Regions from separate parts of the Columba livia genome. Here region 1 is linked to region 2. A link is a contact called in public Hi-C data. All regions are on one chromosome and are shown on one strand. The core of a region is the stretch at or near the end of the contact, and the rest is flanking DNA. Distances in the headings are between cores, read along the strand shown. Region 1 holds the start of GPR19 (G protein-coupled receptor 19). Region 2 holds the start of BCL2L14 (BCL2 like 14).

Region 1 (3,333 bases), core at 26-2,525, 400 kb after region 2:
ACTATGCTTGTGGTGTTTCCCTAAGTAGCTGCATCCAGGCATCAATGCAGAAAAAAGGGAGACAATGCTTTCAGAAAGGCTGATTTCAAATTAATGACTGAAAAATACAAAAGCAAATGTTTTAGTGCAATAACATGAGGAAGAAAGAAGCTGTTTGAATTTACCTATAGAGAAAAAACAAAACCAAAAACAGATGGGCAAATGGGTCTGCTCCATCTCAGTAAATGTAATTTTCTGCTTTCATCAAACTGATCATGTTGGGTGATTGTATTAAGACATGTAAGTGGCATAATTGAAAAATAATTAATATAGATATTTAGAATGTAGATTTGTGCAGAAAATATAGATTCTTATTCTGTAGTAATACTACACACCTCTCTGCTTTCAGCAAGTTCATCTTAAAATTCAAGCCCCACAGAGCATTTGCTCCTGAGGAATGAACCCTCCTTGCTAAACCCCAAGGATTTTAAAAGCACGTAAAGAAATACACAGAAGACAAATTACTGGAAAAGATCACCTTGCTTGTCTCTGCAAAGAGAATTATCCCTTTAGCCACAGTACGGTTCAGCACAGCACTTAGCCATCCACATACCTGCTCCAAAGCTTAATCCCAGAGGCGCTGGTTTCATCCTTTCTCTGTTTGTAATCCCAAGTGAAGGCACCCCTGGGAAGGTGTCAGTCATACTGGAATCCACGGAGTATATTCACATCAGTAGCTGCCTCTGCCCGGATATTTGCAAATCTGGTTGAAGAGGAGTGATCATTCTACCCCCCTTCTTTGACAGAGGAAAAAAAAATGACGTTTCGCAGGGCTGGCTGCTGCCATCAGTTTCTTTCTGTGTCATGTGGGATGCAGATCATGTGGCTGTCCCCTCCTCAGGACCCCGCCGCCTCGGGCCTTCCTTTCTCCCGCATTCTTTCACCTCCCCGCACCCTGCGGGATGTCCCTTCCCCGCCCCGTCGGGGCTGGGCGGTGCGGGGCCCGTCAGCACCACGGACAGCGGCGCGGCCCCCGCCCGTCCCTTGAGCCCCGACGGGACGGGCACCAGGCTGCCCCCCCAAAACCGCGGCGGGGCTCCCCCCGGCTCGGCCCTTCGCAAGTCCCCGGGGGCAGGGGAGGGCAGCCCCGAGGGGCAGGGCCGCCCCTCGGTCTGCCGCGGGATTTGGCTGCCGGCGCTGACGCCCCGGTTGCTATGGCGAGGCGCGGCTGCTAGAGCGGATGCTTTTCTTCCACCATGGTCACCATGGGTCCCTGCCGACTGAAAGAGACGGAGGGAATGAATAAGGAGAGGGAGGTGGAGAGAATATTTAATTAGCTTCCTCTGGGAATCTGTGTTTTTTTTTTTTTTTAATTCCCATGAAAATACTGAAATTCATTAAGAAAAAAAGAGATAAATCAGACTGTTTGTTCCCCTCATTTAGCATTGGGCACCTTTATTATTATTATTATTATTATTATTATTGTTGTTGTTGTTGTTGTTGTTGTTGTATGGGGAATGGCACTGACACCATTTCCTCATGCTCTCTGTCACACGCACTTTATCAAACAGGGCAAAGTAATAACAGCCCTCCCCAAATTTCAGCAAGAGGTCTCTCACAAACGTTTGTCCCGCAGAAGTACAATGGCTCCCTAAATTATATTATGCCGTAAGCATAAGGATGGAATGTATCAATTTAGTCCTGACAAACTTTCTACTTGTGAACTAACCAAGGAAATTGTTTGGTGCGTGGATTTCTGCTATCTCAGGATTTCTCATTAGGTACAAGGGCAAGGTGAAACAACAAAGGTTGACTCGAAGGCTGGATATTTTCCTCAATTTTTCAGGGGAGAAACCCAAGTATATATTTATATTTGTTTTTGATTTAATTTCTTTAGGGTAGTGGAGGAAAAGTGCAGTTGCTTATTGAAAGTTACTTTCAAGGAAGGACACTGAAATAAACAGGGTTTCTTTTAGAGTAATTACTGCAGTATGGTTTAATTTCCTATATGTTACATTTTTAAGCTGCACTGCATGCAGTGGAGCAGGTAGCCCAAGAAACAAGTAAGAAATATGGAATAACTTCTATACAAAGAATGGTTCAAATAGACTAGGATTGTTTTACCTGGTTAGAAATGGGTAAGGTGTGGGCAGATTTGGTAGAGTGAATGACACAGGGAGTGTGACTAGGGACTGCCTGTCCATCTTCCAATAGAAGAACTTGGAAGAGGGCATCAGATGAAGGAACCTGGCTCAGAATACGCAGAAGGGTTTGTTTCCTTGAAGTGTGGGGGTAGCTCTATGGATCTTCTTGCCAAAGGATACTGTAGGTGCTGAATTTCATGTGAATTTGAAGGAAGATTGAAAAAAAGTGTTTGGAATAGTGCTTAATAGATCTAAACTGTCCTAAGCCAATAAGCCACATTGCTTTCAGAAAATCCTCTGAATTCAGGACATTTGGAGGTTGGGAGAAGTCTTGGCGAAGGTATTGTACTGGGATTCAGGAAAATATATGTCTTTTAACCAAGGCAATAATTTTATAAAGTTTAAGTCGGGAATGTGGCTTTCCAAATATATCTACAACATATCCCTGTCCAGTGGCAATAGTAATGGCAGCTTGACCATGCACCAGCTTAATTTCCAGATGTTTCACTCTGTGTTTCAAACTTTGCTGATTTTTCCCAGCAAATTTCTCGTTTTTACTGTTTTCCTCCTTGTAACTGTCAGTGTCAGAGGAAGATAAACTTTCACCTTCTTTATTAGTTTCACTGACAGTGAAGGATGGTGAAGGAAGGTTACCTGACACCTGTGTTGATGGAGAATTGCACAGGGAAATGGAAACTCCTGGGCTGACTCACACAATTGTTCTTCTAGTTTAAGGATGCAGCTTTGGCAGTGCTAAATGCACAAAGTTTTGGAAGAAGGCCTGAAAACCTGACAGTTGTTTTGTGAATTCTCTTTCTTGCCACATAGACATAAGGATCAAGGCTTGAAATATGTAGTGATATTAGTTTCTCATGAGCTTAGCTCGCATTATCTACCCTCGTGGCTGCTGAATTAATCAAGCCTTTATAAAATCCATGTACCTCATTTTGATATTGATAAACTGGAAGTGGGGTGAGGATATACACCTCATTCAGCATACCCAGAGAACCTGAAACATCCGTTGTTCTTATTAGGAGATTTGCTTCTCTGACAGGACTCATGCATTTTCTCAAGTTTGTCCTGAATGGCCTGTATGTTATCCCAAATCCAACGTAAGTTGTTGCTGGAGCCACAGCTGCTGTTGATTATATTGAAAGTGTTTTCGCAGGGCAAAGTAATTTTCACTCAGTATTGATCTGTTTTGAATTGT
Region 2 (3,398 bases), core at 66-2,565:
CAGCTCTTGTGATAAGGTCAACATGAGTGCAGAGCAGAAAACAGCCATTTTTTGCCTGTTTTGTCATAATATAACACAGAACAACAACCTAACAATTTCTATAGTAATAGAATAGAAAAAATAGAGCAGAATCTATATTAGTTTGTTTTTGTCAGTCCTCTCACTTTCTTACTGGCGCTATAAAATACAAATTTGCACTTTTAAAGGGGTGGTTGTTTAGGTCTCTTTTCATGCTTCCAGCAAGCTAACCTTCCCTTTTCTGGGCCTCAAACACTGTGCTTTTTTTTTTTCCCTCTTGGTGTTGGAGAAAGTATATTCTGCATTGGGGTATGGCGTATGTTTGAAAAGAAAACGAAAACTGAAGTTTTTGCAGTCCGGGGAATTGACAAATCGTTAATAATCCGTAACACACAGGCTTTCCATCTGCTATTATTGCTCTCAGGTCAGCTGGCCCTAGGAAAGCAGGAAGGAAACAGAAAGCTTCAGTGAACACGAACAAAAAGCTTCTATAAGCCTGCAACGTATACGTGATCTCAAAGCTGCTATTCCCTGGAAAGGCAAGAGTTGGCTCTGCTTACATTTCTGTTTCTGCTAGTAAATTCCTTGCTTTGCAGGAAAGGCACCAGACAGACCTTTTCCATACAGTGGTCTCAGATGAAGGCACAGCCTCAAGTGCTTTTGTGCCTGAGAAGGGATCTCCCCCGAGTCAGAAACCACTGTGTGTCTGCTAAAACTCTGCCACAGATGAATGTAAACGTTCACCCTCTTTTGGCTCTTTCTTGGGCCTGAGGCCCCTCCTAGCTCATCACTTCGTCTACAGGCTTATTTTGAGAATGGAAGATCACTGGCATGGTGAAAATCCCTCTTAAAATGGGTGTGTGCTTCTGACTTGACTAACTTGGGGTTAGTTATATGGTAACGAAATCACAATTTCGGTTCCATGAGTTACAAGAGCAATACCATGTCACTGTTGCAAGTATCTTACTGATCTTATCTAATTAACGTTTAACATGATTTTAAAAACAATAACGCAATGACACATGAAAAAACATGGATTAATGTATGATTGATTATAGAAGAAGAGGTGTAACTGTTTTCAAAACACTTAAAAGAAAACCTTCCTGTATCAAAATGATTCTTTGATTTAACCTGTACCATGGAGAAAGAAAAAAGAGTTTGGAAGGAAAAAAGAGAAAAAGCACTTAGCAAGAAGAGCTAAGGACTTTTTTCCGCTTGCCTAGTGCACTTCTGAGAAGTCACGTGCGGGAGGAACTGGCCCTACCCTTTCTGCTTTTCATAAGCGAGCTGATATGTTTGAACATTGTTCTCATAAGGAAGTAGCCCTTCCTAGTGAAAGCTCACGAACACGTGTTTTGATGAAAGACTGAAAATATTAAAGAAAATAAGTGAACTTGAGGTTTCTGAAGGGAAGAACTGTCCTTGCAAGGCCAGCTCTAGCAAAACAAGCTCAGCTACTGGAAGAGAAGGAGAAAGAACTGAGATCTGTGATCACCCAGGGTTGCTGGTGCAATAGACCTGGAAGGTAATAAAAACTCCTTTTCTTTTCTGAACTTGGTTTCTCTTTTATAATGTTTCGCTGTCTATAATCCAGCATGAGAATCTCTGAATTTTATTTGTATATGGATTAAGCAGCTATATTTATCATAGGCAATTTATAAACCAAGCAAGGCACTTTCAGGTTTAGCTGTGTTGTCAAAAAAGGAGGGAACTGCCCCGGGATTTTGGGAGCTACCATACAAGCTTTGCCACTGTTGGCTGTATGCTTTTGAAAGAAGAGATTGACACATCTAGCTGAAGAGAGCATCTGCTAACCACCCTACAGTTAGTCATGGAGGGCTGAATTTAAAATTTGGGACTACCCCAGTGAATTCATGTAGACTTCCATCCTTACCACCTGGTTCTTACAGATCCACCCAGTCCAAGTTAGGCGGTCACCTCATGCTGGTAAAATTCCTTCATTTACCACCGAAAGAAACTCTAACCTAAGCAATAAATGGTGGAGGTGATTCAGCAGGTGACATGCTCTCCCAAAATCATCAGTAACCAGTTCTTCCCTTTTTGCTCCCAGATCTTTGCTGCACAGTGGCAGCCAATTCAGTGTACTGGAGACCATAAATACATTCCTTATAATTTCTGCTGGTGCTAAAAGCCAAGCGGTGCATCACTTTTCTTCTAGACACTGAGTCTTTGGCAGCCTCTCAGCTTTGAATATGGGAAATACTTCTGGACAGCTGCAGACTAGCAGACACCTTTTCTTCTGAAAGACATGCATCAGCATAACCTTTTTATATAGCATGTGTTGAATTTGTTGCACAACAGTGCTCATGAAAAATCTGTTGCCACTAGGGATGTTTTCCTCAGCATTCTAGTGTAACCCTGCCTTCGCTAATTATGTTCTATCCTATTTAGTTAAGATTAAATAAGGGGCGCATAATCCTTCAGTTTGCAAATTATTGCTTTCCATCCTAGAGGCAACTGTATTGTGGTACCACATGGAGAGGTCCTTCCTGGTGGGCTTGTCTGTAAATCCAGTTTTCTACAGCATCTGTACAGTTTAAAACAGTTCAGCCTCTCTTGCACAGACAACACCTATCCATTAAGGGTTTTATGAGAATGACTGACTCAATATGTACAAAACAGTTCCTCAGGGAAGTGTGTTGCTTACAGAGTAATGAAACCGGGAGACCCGTGATGGTTCTGCTTCCCTCCATGAGAACTATCAGTAAATTAGGGCCAACCACCTAGAGGAAAGGATGTAGCTTGAAGATCCAGGAGAGGAATCTTGGCCATTGCTTCCCCTTGCACAGGAGCCTCCCCTACCACAGGCACCAGTCTGTTCCTCTGTAGGTGAGAGCAGGGCTGCAGGGAAGGACCCACACCTGGGATGAGCCAGTAAGGTAAAAAGCAGTGCTTTTATTGTTAGTGCCTTTCTCCACCACTGCCTCAAAAATAAGGTGTTTTATTCAGAACTGGCAATCCAGGCAACGTACCATATTTCTGTCTCCGCTGGCTGAAAGAGAAGCACCAGACCAGGCCTGAATAGCTGGGATTAACAACCATTTTTTTGGGAGACGCCTCTTTGACTTCTCCTTTCTGCTTTGTTCAGCCCTTCAGAGGCCACTTGCTGCAGAGCCATCTTCAGCGACCTGTGCTTCCCTGGGGTTTGCTAGCACTGCCCAGAGTGTTCGTGGTGGGGAACTGAGCCAAACAGCAGGGTCAGCACTGACATTGCCTCCACTTGGTCAAGGTCCCTGAGCCTTCCGGAGGTAAATCCCAGGGTTGTTGGTGAGGCAGGGAGATGAATCTCCCCATGGAAGAAATGGTGGTGGAACTTGTCTGGGGTTACCTGAGGAGGAGGACAGGAGACCTGTCAGTAG

What was found. A called contact is a pair of places that touch in the nucleus more often than the background predicts.
Region 1: a Hi-C map of crop shows a contact between it and region 2, with 4 times the contacts expected there. The contact joins the promoter of GPR19 here to the promoter of BCL2L14 in region 2. A contact is called at or near these places in 2 of 2 Hi-C or Micro-C datasets (crop and liver).

The regions. Positions count from the first base shown.
Region 1 is chr1:141,060,622-141,063,954 of bColLiv1.pat.W.v2, forward strand. It overlaps GPR19 (G protein-coupled receptor 19), which reads right to left and starts at 1,276. Exons shown (of 2, transcript XM_021298419.2): 1 at 593-1,276.
Region 2 is chr1:140,662,987-140,666,384 of bColLiv1.pat.W.v2, forward strand. It overlaps BCL2L14 (BCL2 like 14), which reads left to right and starts at 1,316. Exons shown (of 6, transcript XM_021298405.2): 1 at 1,316-1,543. It overlaps LOC110364704 (a long non-coding RNA gene), which reads right to left. Exons shown (of 4, transcript XR_010466810.1): 4 at 1,538-3,367.